Regions from separate parts of the Triticum aestivum genome. Here region 2 is linked to region 1. Evidence: chromatin contacts called from public HiCAR-type data. All regions are on one chromosome and are shown on one strand. Each heading gives the region's core, a stretch centred on a gene start, on an enhancer-like site or on the middle of the called end of the contact. The rest is flanking DNA. Distances are from core to core; before and after follow the strand shown. Region 1 holds the start of LOC123045864. Region 2 holds the start of LOC123045865 (transcription factor bHLH153).

Region 1 (5,592 bases), core at 1,523-4,022:
ATGAACCAGCTTCTGGGGCTTCAGAAGCGACCGGGCTTCGATACACATCGTCTTGTGTGCTGAAATTCTTTGTGATGCTATCTGAGAAATCACGCCAGTTAAGCATGGCACGCTTCAGCCGGGACGTTCTCTTGCCAGTGACGACATATCTGGTGTAGTCCCTTGCAAGGCGGTACAACTCCTCTCCTCTGATGATGTGGATATACTGCATAACAAAGCAAACGCTGTTTAGAAAGATAATGTGGGGGTCCTTTTCACAACCAACAAGAATAAAAAGGATTTGGGCGGAAGTCTTGTCTTTGGCAGATGCAAGTTTAGTTTCCCATATATATTTAGAACAGCACTAGCGATGAAGATGGTCACCAGAAAACAGAGCACGTGTTACTGATGGTACACCAATCAACTAACATTCCTACTGGTAAACTTCTCTGGTACGAAGGTAAAATTTATCTTCTTACTTGTAAGTTAGTCCACAACTCCACATAGATTAATATTTACGAGAAATACAAAACAGCTGCCACAAAGAAATAATAAAATCTTCTTTGGCAAAAGCGGGAACTACACAGATGTTTTCTCACTAATGGAGAATGGAAATATCACTATTCTGTACTTCAAGTATCCACATTATCCCTTCTGAGCTGGCTAAGTCCACAAGGAGAAAGGGGTGTTCAAAACAATAAACATATAATAGCCATAATGTATTTGTACCATTAACTTATGGTTGTGAATAAACAACAGAAAGTTTGCACTGAAGCTAAACAAAATGCTAGCTTAACTAGTATGTTCAGGCATTATAAGAGATTGAAAAATCTGCACAGAACTATCGTTACAAATATAGCATTTCAGAATGAAGGACAATGATAAGCAAGAAAGGAGCAATGAAATTACCGTGAGTACAAAAGCAACAGTTGCTAACACAACTTGGACCACTTCATACAATGAATCCGTGAAAGATTCGTCATCTGGGCCATCAGGACCACCACCGCTGCCTCCATAACGGTTATTATTCCCTCCATTTCCACCAGACCCCTGTCCTGTAATCTTAGCCATTTGCTCCATCAGGAAGCCTTGTATAGACTGTTGCTTTTTTGCTCCATCCATTGCTTTGTTCAAAGATTCCATAGAGAATGGCTGAAAAGAAAGCAACAGTAAATGTAGCAGATGATTCCACATGAGCAATTGTTCCTAACAACCTTGATGTGTTAAATATGCTTGGTGTGTAGCATATCAACTGCCTAGCACACCCCATTTTACACCGTATCACTATTTCCCAAAGAGGAATTCCTGAAACTAAAGCATTCCTACAACATCAATAAGAAAATTCCATTGTCCCAAACAAAGTCAAACTTGACAAATTTGCTAAGCTGCAAGGAGGTTGCAAGTTTCCAATAGAAAACCAATCACAAAGTAAGAAAGCTGTGAATGCTACTTACATCAAGGTTTCCCTTCCCACTTGAGGCATATACAGGACCAAGCCTCTTATGGCAAGCAGCAACAACAAGCCTTGGATATACTTTCTCTTGCAGCTTGCAAGATCTAGAAAAATGTTGCCATACAGAATGATGTTGAGGAAGTATTCTGCAAGTTCTCCCAAGGCCTAATGGTCTGTCCAAAGTGAGCCCACCAAGAGGCTTGTACGTTGTAGCTTGGCAGTAGCTCATGTTTCCAACTTCTTGAATTCTAGAATTAACCAGAGCCAAATCTGGAGGTTAAAAATAGGAATGGTTACATACTGAATTAGGAAGAAGAATGTCAAATATCCACAACCCTACAACACTAGAACAGTATCAATTGAACTAATCTAATTCAAAAGAATAAATTTCTCCGTTTTGCATAACATGTAGTCAGTGCTCAAGATGATTCACCAGAAGTCACAATCTTGCTATAGAACGAATAGGCCAGCGCAATCCCCTAATGCTAAGAGGTACGAACTAAACTAAGCATGTATGTTGTCAACAATTTCCCAAACAATGAACTGAGTCTGCGCGAAAGGATTTTGGGCAGAAGAAAAAGGAATTTCCAGGTAGAGCAAAATTCCCGATGTTCAGAGAGGATTATGATGGAGATCAGGTGAAGCCTATGAGCCCCACCTGAAATAAATTTTATAGGAATTCTAAGCCTGCAAATACAACAGCCAGCCGTTATGAGATCACACTTTAACACCAATGCAGGCTGAAGTGCAGCATTCTACCCTTGTATTCCCGATACTCTTTAACATGAATCCTGGTAAAATTAAAATGTACGTGCTACCCAATAAGCAGAAAATCATGCCACGGGCAAAGCAAAGCCCTACAACGTACAGCCCATAGGTTGACAGCCAGGCGGCAGATCTAGATGGTGTGCCGGGTGCGCACCAGGACACCCGGAAATTGTGAAGGTCAGTAGGATTAATCTAATCGCTGGAGTGGAGGGTAAAACCTCATACCTCAAAACCCAATGGCCAAAGACTGCGGACGGGGTGGATACAGCAGGAACACGACGTCCCGGCGAGGAAGAACGGTGACGGCGGATCGTGTGGGGGCGGAGGCGGGATCGAGGCGTCAGCTGTAGCCTGTGGGATATGCTACAGAAGAGATTCAGAGCCGCGTCGGTAGGTCGGGAGGACTCGGGAGGGAGAGGAAAAAAAGGCACGGGAAGAGGAGTAGAGCTCGGCTCCGCCGCGCCGCGCCGCGACGAGCTCTCCGGTGGGCGGAGAGCGGGGACTGCGGAGGGAGGCGGACTGGGGAGAAGAAGGATTGGATTGCGTCGTCGGTTTTTTTCCGCTACAGAGGGGGACCCTTTTCGTACAACCGTACTGTACAGTGTACTAGTACAATGTAGCCCGTTTGGGCTGGTTGGTTAGTTCTGGGCCTACTTCACGCCAACAGACCAAAAAAAATCTATACTCCTATATAGTGTCCGAGTAGCACTTCATAAGAACCGTTGGATCTTTTCAATCGAACGGCTCATATTTAACATCTTGTGATGGAGGACTACGTGGCCACATAGACATCGTTGGATATATCTATCTGACGGCCCATGTTGCAAGGATTCGCTGTGGGCTCCATCCCCGCTGCCTATCCCTGTGCGCACGTGAATCTGCCGTGGCTATCCAGAAATTTCCGGCGAACTCCCGTAACATGCAGAGTAGAGCAGTGCTAGCAAGCTAGCTAGGCATCACGATGAGAGAGTGGGAAAAGGCTGCAATGGTGCAGTCACAACAATTTAACTGGCCAGAAAATAATAAATAAATAGATACACAATACGTGTTACAGTTGAATAGATTTTACTTCCTCTCATGTTCGTATCAGAAATATTATTACCTTTTCCTTTTTGTTTACCAATATTTTTTTGTGAACAACTCTGATCAACCAAACGGACATAATCAAGGCTTGAGTTATTGTTTCGTGACTCTACTCATCATATTTTAAATTATACTTCCTTCGTTCCTAAATATAGGTCTTTTTAGAGATCTTAACCAGTGACTACATACGGAGTAAAATGAGTGAATCTACACTCTAAAATATGTCTACATACATCCGTATGTGGTAGTCCATTTGAAACCTCTAAAAAGACTTATATTTAGGAACGGAGAGAGTAGTATACCATGGTGCTTCTTGAAAGTTTGTTTTAAACTTAAAAAAAGAACGGCTCAAAAAAGAACTTTAAAAAACGACAGAGTTTTTAAAAGTTTGTTTTAAACTCGGAAGATTTATTTTTTTGAGAAACCTCACCAACCTTTGTTTATTCAAAGTGATGTCCACAATTACAACCGTTGGGTCACGAAGATTGCCCAACCACACATGTTTGCCTATAACAAGATTACAGACAAATTTGGCGAGATTATCGGCCTTGAAATTGTTGTTTCTACGTTTATGAATGAAACTACAAAATTGAAAACAAGCTTTACGTTCTAATATTTCATGTATAATAGCACAATGGGACCTTATCTCCCCTAAACACAACAGATGGGAGAAACTAAATGAATGGCACCCCTTGCGCAAGCTCCTTGGTGGTCTTTTTTGGTGGCCTTAGAGCGCGCCAGTCGCCATGTGTCACGTGTTGGGCGCTCCCTCGAGATTTGGTTTTCCTACTTACTTTTGTACGCGCTTTCGTGTTTTACCTGGGGTTTTTTTTGGGGGGGGGGGGGGGGGGGGGGGGGCTTTTCAGTTTTTGCCTGATCTTCCTTAGGTTTTGGAAAAAAAAAATGTGGTTTCTTCTTTCATGAGAGGCACATATTTGCTTCTCGGGGAGGCACAAATTTGCTTCTATGAGAGATCCTCTCAAAAAGAGAGGGAAAAATATGTTTTTTTCTTTTGCGGGAGGCATAGGTTTTCTTCTCGCGGAGGCACAATTGTGCCTCTCGGAAAAGGAAACAACGCGTATTTTTTCTTCCGTGAGAGGCACAAATTTGTTTCTCATGAAGGCACGGATTTGCTACCGCAAAAGGCACACCTTTGCTTCATGAAAAGGAAAAAAAATCTTCCACGAGAGGCAGAATTGTGCCCCTCGGAAAGGAAAAAAGCCGGTGGGGGAGGGGGTCGTTCTTCAGACTCGTCTTTTTTTTCATGAAAAAGTTAGCCAGAACATATTAATATGGGATTTCGTTTTGAAGATATCTACACGAGAAATGCAACAGTGAAAATGGTTCACGATTTGGGCACATTGTTTAAGAGATAAAATGTTTTGAATAAACGAATCTATCAAAATAGAGAAAACTCCTATTTGAAGCCAGATGTTAGGCAAGCTCCTAATCGGCGGTGCTTGTGCCCACATGCACACCCTCATGGGCCGGCCCAGGTAGAAGACGATCGCTTGATCGCATTTGACCGGTTTTCCCCTTGTTGCTCGATCGCACTTGACCGGTAGCGGTTAACTAGTTTCACCGATCAACCGTTGACTTTTTAAAAAGATACAAAAAAATGGAACAAAAAATCACAAAAAACAAAAATAATAATGAACTAAAAAAATTTCATGGGTTTTGAAAAAAGTTCATCGAATTTGAAAATAGTGTTCACAAAAATTTATTCATTTTGAAAAACTTCATCGAATTGAAAAAAAGTTCACCAATTTTTTTAGAAAAAATATATCAATTTAATAAAAATGAAAAAGAAAGGCAAAAAAAGGAATGACTAAAAATGATATAGAAAACCAAAAAAGGAATAAACCAGAGTCCTCTTTTTAGCGCTACAATTTAACGCACCACAAAAAGAAGAAGAAAAAAAAAGTAAATAAGCACGGAAGGCGAGCTGTCCAAGTTGGTTATGTTGGTTACTACAAACGCATGAGGTTCACAGTTTGATCCTTTTGTGTCACTGATTTTCCAACAATGTTTAGAATTTTGAAAATGTTCCCAATTTGCAAAAACCTGATCACATTTTTTTCAAAAATCGTTCAGAAATCGTGAACTATTTCCCAAATTTTGAAGTCTTTTTCAAATTTGTGATCTTGTTTGAAATTCTATTTTTTTTCAAATTTATGAACTTTTTCAAATTCATCCGCAAAATTATAATACATGATGAACATTTTTAAATACATGATGAACATGCTTAAAATACATATTGAACCATAATATTATATAACATGAACATTTTTATAATACAGCTAACCATA
Region 2 (5,735 bases), core at 2,610-5,109, 260 kb before region 1:
TCTTTCTCACCTCAGGCTCGGCGCCGGGCGCCGGAGGAGGGCGCATGTACGGGGAGCTAAGAACCTCGAGCTGCTGGTGCAAGAACTTGATGTAGCCCGAGGCCTCCTGAAGAACAGAAGCTGTGTCCGTCTGCATATTCACAACCAAATATGCTCAAATCAACAATCATTCATTGCAGGCGAGCTGCTTTGCAGAGACGAGAAGTGAGCAAGACACTGCAGAAGCAAGCAAATACCTTCCCAAATGGCGACACGAGCTGCTGCAGCGCCGCCACTCTCTCGCCGACCTTGTCTTTCTTCTCCTGCTTGATCACAACAAAATCACTTCAGCAGCTAATTTACAGGTATGAGGTCGATGTGCAAACTTAGCCGTACGTACCCTGGGAGAAATGGGGCCGCCGCCCCTGGGGCTGGCGTTCCTCGGCTTCTTGGACCCCATGCCCGCGAACTCCTCCGAGCCGCTGCTGGTGGCGGTGGTGGCGACGGCCTGCTGCTGCTGCTTCCCGCTGAAGTAGCTGTCGGTGTGGTTCCTCTTGCTGTGATTGGCCACTTGAGTCATCATCATCTTCCTCTCCCGCTACTGCTGCTGGCTATGCGTACGTTCGCCCCTTTTTTCCTGCTGAAAACCAGGAGCGTTTCTGTATGACTATACGAGCTAAGCCTTCGGTCTGGAGTAAAAGCTGACTTTACAACTGTGTAGTCGTTGGTTCAGAGGTCGGTTTCATGGAAATCACTCTCCATTTATCTATTCAGAAGGGTGTCTGGTTTCAGTCTCAGACAAACAAAACTTAGTTTTAGTTTTATATGAGCTCCTACTAGACTGCTGCGCGAGTAACAATAATGGAAACGGCATGCCAAGGGACGGTCAAAGGTATCATGAGCATCAAGAATCCTTCTTCTATTCTCCGGCCGAAAGCCAGAAACTTTTTGTTTCCCTTCTGGAAATTATAACCCAAACAGTGCCAAGGAAAATGGAATCTCTAGATTGGTACTCAAGTTCCATCCAAATTTTGGTCTGGAGTGCTGGCCTAGTATTCCTTGGCTGCCGATTTGCATTTCTCAAGCGGCCGCGTGCAATCTTTTATCAATTGACAACTTTGTCCGTTTCTTATGCCGCCAGTTGGGTACTTGGCCCTTATCTGAAGGTTAGAGACCACTGCATTGAGTTACAGAGGGGTAGGGCAAAGAAAAATGGTACTATTCCACTGTTCGTAGTCTATACTACTTACCTTATCACGAGGTTACGAGGCTTTTGTCTTCCGAGTGGAGCTAACGAACGTCATCAGGAAGCAGACCGGGCCAAAGCTAATTAATAATCTAGTTTGATCCTTATCTATCAGCGCTAGATAACGTGCGAGTCCAAAGCACTTGCAGGGATATCATGAGCACTTGGTTACAGATGCATGTGTACTGTGATACGAAGAATATTGTGCACAGTACACGGTTTTAATTATGTCTCATGCATGAAACTCAATATGATGTTTTTGTTTTTTGAGGGGCACTCAATATGATGTTCATCTTGTTAGAAATAGCCCTAACACAGTTGGTCCACCATGTGTTAAAAATGAACGGAAGCCCGTGTATTAATGGTAATCTAAAGGTAATTCAAGTCTGCGCCCGGGCTCATCTACACTCGATAAACAGTAAATTAAAAAAAGTAAAAACAAAAATGTATTTTTGGCATCGAAGATGCATTAGTGCGTAAGGAGCGTCTAAATTTTCATGGTGTTTGGACATTAGAGGAGCTATAGAAAAAATGGCATGCCCAAATAGTGTATATTTTCAAAGTTTTTTGGCCGCGACCACCTCGAATAATTTTGCACGCACATCATGCATTCGAGTATTTGGGGTTATTATTTTCAATGATTGATGTTTGCACTTGGGCACCGAATCGCTGCAGTTTACCTATAGTTTCTCGATTTATTTCATTGTAACTACACATATTATTAAAAACTACTGTAGCATAGGCAGGGGGTAGCATAGGCAGCAAAAATAATAACAATGTAAAACGTGTGTACGATAATACTAGGAGGGTATACACTTTACAGCACAAGATGTGTACAAACGCGGTAGGCAACGAACTTAATGATCAATCCGACAGTAAAAACAAACGTGATCGATGTCCTTGCGCGTGTAGCCTCTGGCTTGTGATGATCAACCAGTAGTATGAGTACCACATAGGTTGGTAGCATAGCATAGGAGTACACTTCGTCATCACGTCCCGGCCAGTTAGGGGGTCCCATCCTTCGGTTGGGAAGGGAAGCAAGACAACAAGGCGCCAGCTAATATATTGTTCAGGGTGGCCAGCATGCAGTGGCATTGCTGTACCCGCGGCTCTCTTCCATTTGTGCACCATTCCGGGGATTCGATCGGGCTACAGGCCCATTGACTAGGTACAGGAGCAATGGGCTTATTATTTGGACCCTGTCAAAGTTAGCTCACCAGCCTTGATCATTCCATTCCATTTGGAAAGCAGTAAGGCAACCCTAGTAGTAGTATAGTGTGCTCCTACTGCTTACACTAGGGAAATTTACTTTGATTTCTATCGTATCACTGGCGTGGCTAGCTTTGGTTTCACTTTTTGCTGTAAAGATGTTATGGGCTTTGTATGGATGCATGGCTTGGTACACTTTTCTTTGGTTTACCTTAGAGAGATGAGATGAGATGAGACGAGAAAAAGTGGGTGGCAGGTGGGTGAAGTGTGGAAGGAAGGAAGCTGGGAAAGAAGAAAGGACAAGACGCTTTGTCCCGTCGATGATGCGATGCTGGTAACAGAAAAGATGATTGACGAATTTGTCAACTACTAGCATGCATGCGCTCGAGCGGTAGGGCTTTCCCTCGTGTCTCCATGCCATGGTAGTACCGTAGTACTGCACTCACTGTTGCTGTACCTTTTTATTTAACTATTATTACTGTTTGTTTGTAATAAGAGTACGTTTTGTCACTGGTCTACCAGCCGTAATCAATGCTCCTGCGTACTTCCCTCGTCGCGACGCAATCACGGGCCGGGGCGTTTGTTTATGTTCGTGTGCATATATCCGGCGCCTAATCAACCACCCTGGCGCTTAATTAAGCGCAGGTCTGGTCGGGGTCGGGTCACGTCTAATTAATCCGGTCGCCGACGTAGCTAGATGTCCACCCAGGAGCCAGCTGTAGAGAGACCCTCGCCCGCTCCCGCTGCGCCTGATGACACGTATGTACGTGTACGCGTCTGTGGCTCGCGCCATACACACGCCACCGCCTGCTCCTCCGTCTGCTCTCCCTCTCTCTCTCTCTCTCTCTCTCTCAGAGAACGGATGGTAAGAAGACCACCATGGCTGGTGTGGCAGCTATGCTCTTAAAGTCTCAAGCCGGCGCCATGGTCAAGTCAGGCAAGCAAGAAAAAGAGGTCTCCGTATGGTTAGCTTCATCAGCTAGCTAGCGTTCGGTAGTTTACTCGTACAGTAAGAGAAGTAACTAAGAGATCGAAACGAACATAGCGAGTTAACTGGAGTAACTAATAACTGCATCATGCTTGGTGAGGTTCTTTGGATTAAAAGAGCTGCCGGGGTCATACCTGCAGAGGCAGTTTGATCAACAACGCCGAGAGGGGGCGGAAGCTCTATCTCCACTTCTCCAGCTTCGATACTCGACTCCACTGGCACTGGCGCGCCGCGACGGCAGCTAGCTCCGGCGCTCCTCGCCGTCTGTGTTTGGAGCCGGAGAGGCCTGGAGAAGAGGAGCGGGACTGCAAGAGTAGCTAGAGAGAAGGGAAAGGAACAAGGCTTATGGGGGGTTTAAGGAAGGAGTGGGAAGGGAGGGGCTGCCCGGGGACATTTGGGGATCAGGCAGGCCCGGAGCATTTATATATACAGAAGAAGAGAGACGCGGGCAGGGAGCGGGTGGTGGCCAGCGGCAGCGGCCGCGTACGCTGCAGATAGATAGATAGATAGATAGATTTCTTTTTTCTTTTTTCTTTGAGAATAGATAGATTTCACTTTTTCTAAGACAAGGAAGGAAACGGATGCTTTATTAGAACAGCGGCGCGCTATCTGTCCGAGCGTGACGACGGACGGACGTTGCGGAAATGGATTCTCTCACGAAATCCTCCGGCGCACGTCCCAGACTGCACCAAGCAAAGCGAAAAGGCCGCAGAAAAGGTGACGTGGAATTGCTGGGTCGCCCGAGGATGGCGTGCCTGCGTGCGTGTAGCGGTTTGTCCGTTCGCCTCACTTTCCATGACAGCTAATATCCAGAGGAGAGAGGGAGAGGGAGAGGATATGGGGCCAAAGGCGTGACCGGGGGAGAGGGGTGCAGGAGAGGACAGGGCTCAGGGGGTGACGCCATTTGCCCAGCCCACGGAGAGGGACGGGGACAAACGGGCCCGTCTGCTCGCTCTCGCTTTGCGGTGCGGTGCCGTGCCGCGCCGCGCAGGCCGCAGCGGAGGACGTGCGGGCGTGGGGGCGCCGTGCGGGTGACATTTGTGCGGGGCTGCATGCGCCGAAAGGGACGGCGGTCGCCAGCCACCAGGTGTGTTCTTCTGCATGCACCGCGGGCGGGATCGTCGACCGGCGACTTGTCCACGTTCGGTGTGCGGTAGAATACCGCCGGGCTGGGGTATGCGACGCAGTACAGCGATGTGTATACAGCCTGGTGGTGTCTTTCGTCGAACAAGAAAAATACGTATGGGATAGGTGTGTAGACGTGTGGTAGCTAGGAGGCGTTGCGTGCCGCTCTTGACAAAAGCTACGGCGCCTACGCGCATTGCCGCATTTAGCAATTTGGAATGGTTCCGGAAAGAAAAGAGGGTCACGTGTATTGTTACTTTTTCTCTTCTATCTACGAATATTTGTCTGGCTTCCCGGGTTTATTTCAACTTTTATACTCACTCCCCTAGAAAGAAGGCATTTCAATTTTGTCTGGAGTAGAACGACCCAGAGTTTAACAGTTTCTAAGAATTCTAGGGAGCTGCTACGCGTCCATCGGCCGATGATTCTAAAATATCCGCCGCGTCGATGGCCGTTGGATCCCCGCGCTGTTAGCTGTCGTACTGCTCGCACCCCGCATTGCCCCCTCATTAATTCCTGCAACAAGCGTGCTGTTGCAGAAACAAACAACCTTGCCCTCGGCCCCGACAGTGATGTGCCCAGCGCGGCGCCGCCTTCAACCCGCCCATGTTCCTGCAACAAGACCCGTGTTCCCGCAACAAGACCCATGTTGCAAAACCTGCATTTGAAGATAGCCTTTGTTGCAAGACCATCTCCGACCTCTTCTCAGTATTCCTACAACAAGACCCTTGTTGCAAAAATTTCAACAACATCTCTGGCCTCTTCTCCGTATTCCTGCAACAAGACCTTTGTTGCAAAAAAAATTGCAACCAAGGTGATGTTGTGGTAGAAGCTTTGTGTCGGCAGATCGAGCCGAAAAGCTTCAACACGGTTTGGCCTTGGACGAGCAGTCCAGTATGCTCTCAAATATCTTGGCAACGACCTCGGCGAGCTCACCGCCAGCTAGCTGGATCGCCGGAAGCAAGATGATGAGGACATGACTACCTTGGATACGACCAAAAATATTGCATACATGTATATTTATGAGGTGATTTCTAATGCAAACTATGCAATAATTTATTTATGTCATCCAGGACAAATATACTTCACAAACTTTTGTGTCATTTCCAATTGCAGGTGTATGATACATTTGTACAATCCACATATGAAGATAAGGGGAAAAGGGATGTTTAAGTGCTGTTCAAAAAG

The links. HiCAR-type assays count read pairs that join an accessible place to other places.
Region 2: a HiCAR-type map of leaf shows a contact between it and region 1, with 10 times the contacts expected there. The contact joins the promoter of LOC123045865 here to the promoter of LOC123045864 in region 1. A contact is called at or near these places in 5 of 5 Hi-C or Micro-C datasets (leaf, root and an unstated tissue) and 1 of 1 datasets of contacts at active chromatin or transcription factors (leaf).

What each region holds. Positions count from the first base shown.
Region 1 is chr2B:531,291,454-531,297,045 of IWGSC CS RefSeq v2.1, reverse strand. LOC123045864 reads right to left here and starts at 2,772. Exons shown (of 4, transcript XM_044469087.1): 1 at 2,426-2,772; 2 at 1,434-1,702; 3 at 889-1,131; 4 at 1-205. The coding sequence starts at 1,661.
Region 2 is chr2B:531,550,045-531,555,779 of IWGSC CS RefSeq v2.1, reverse strand. LOC123045865 (transcription factor bHLH153) reads right to left here and starts at 3,859. Exons shown (of 5, transcript XM_044469089.1): 1 at 3,557-3,859; 2 at 380-616; 3 at 237-302; 4 at 11-130. The coding sequence starts at 565.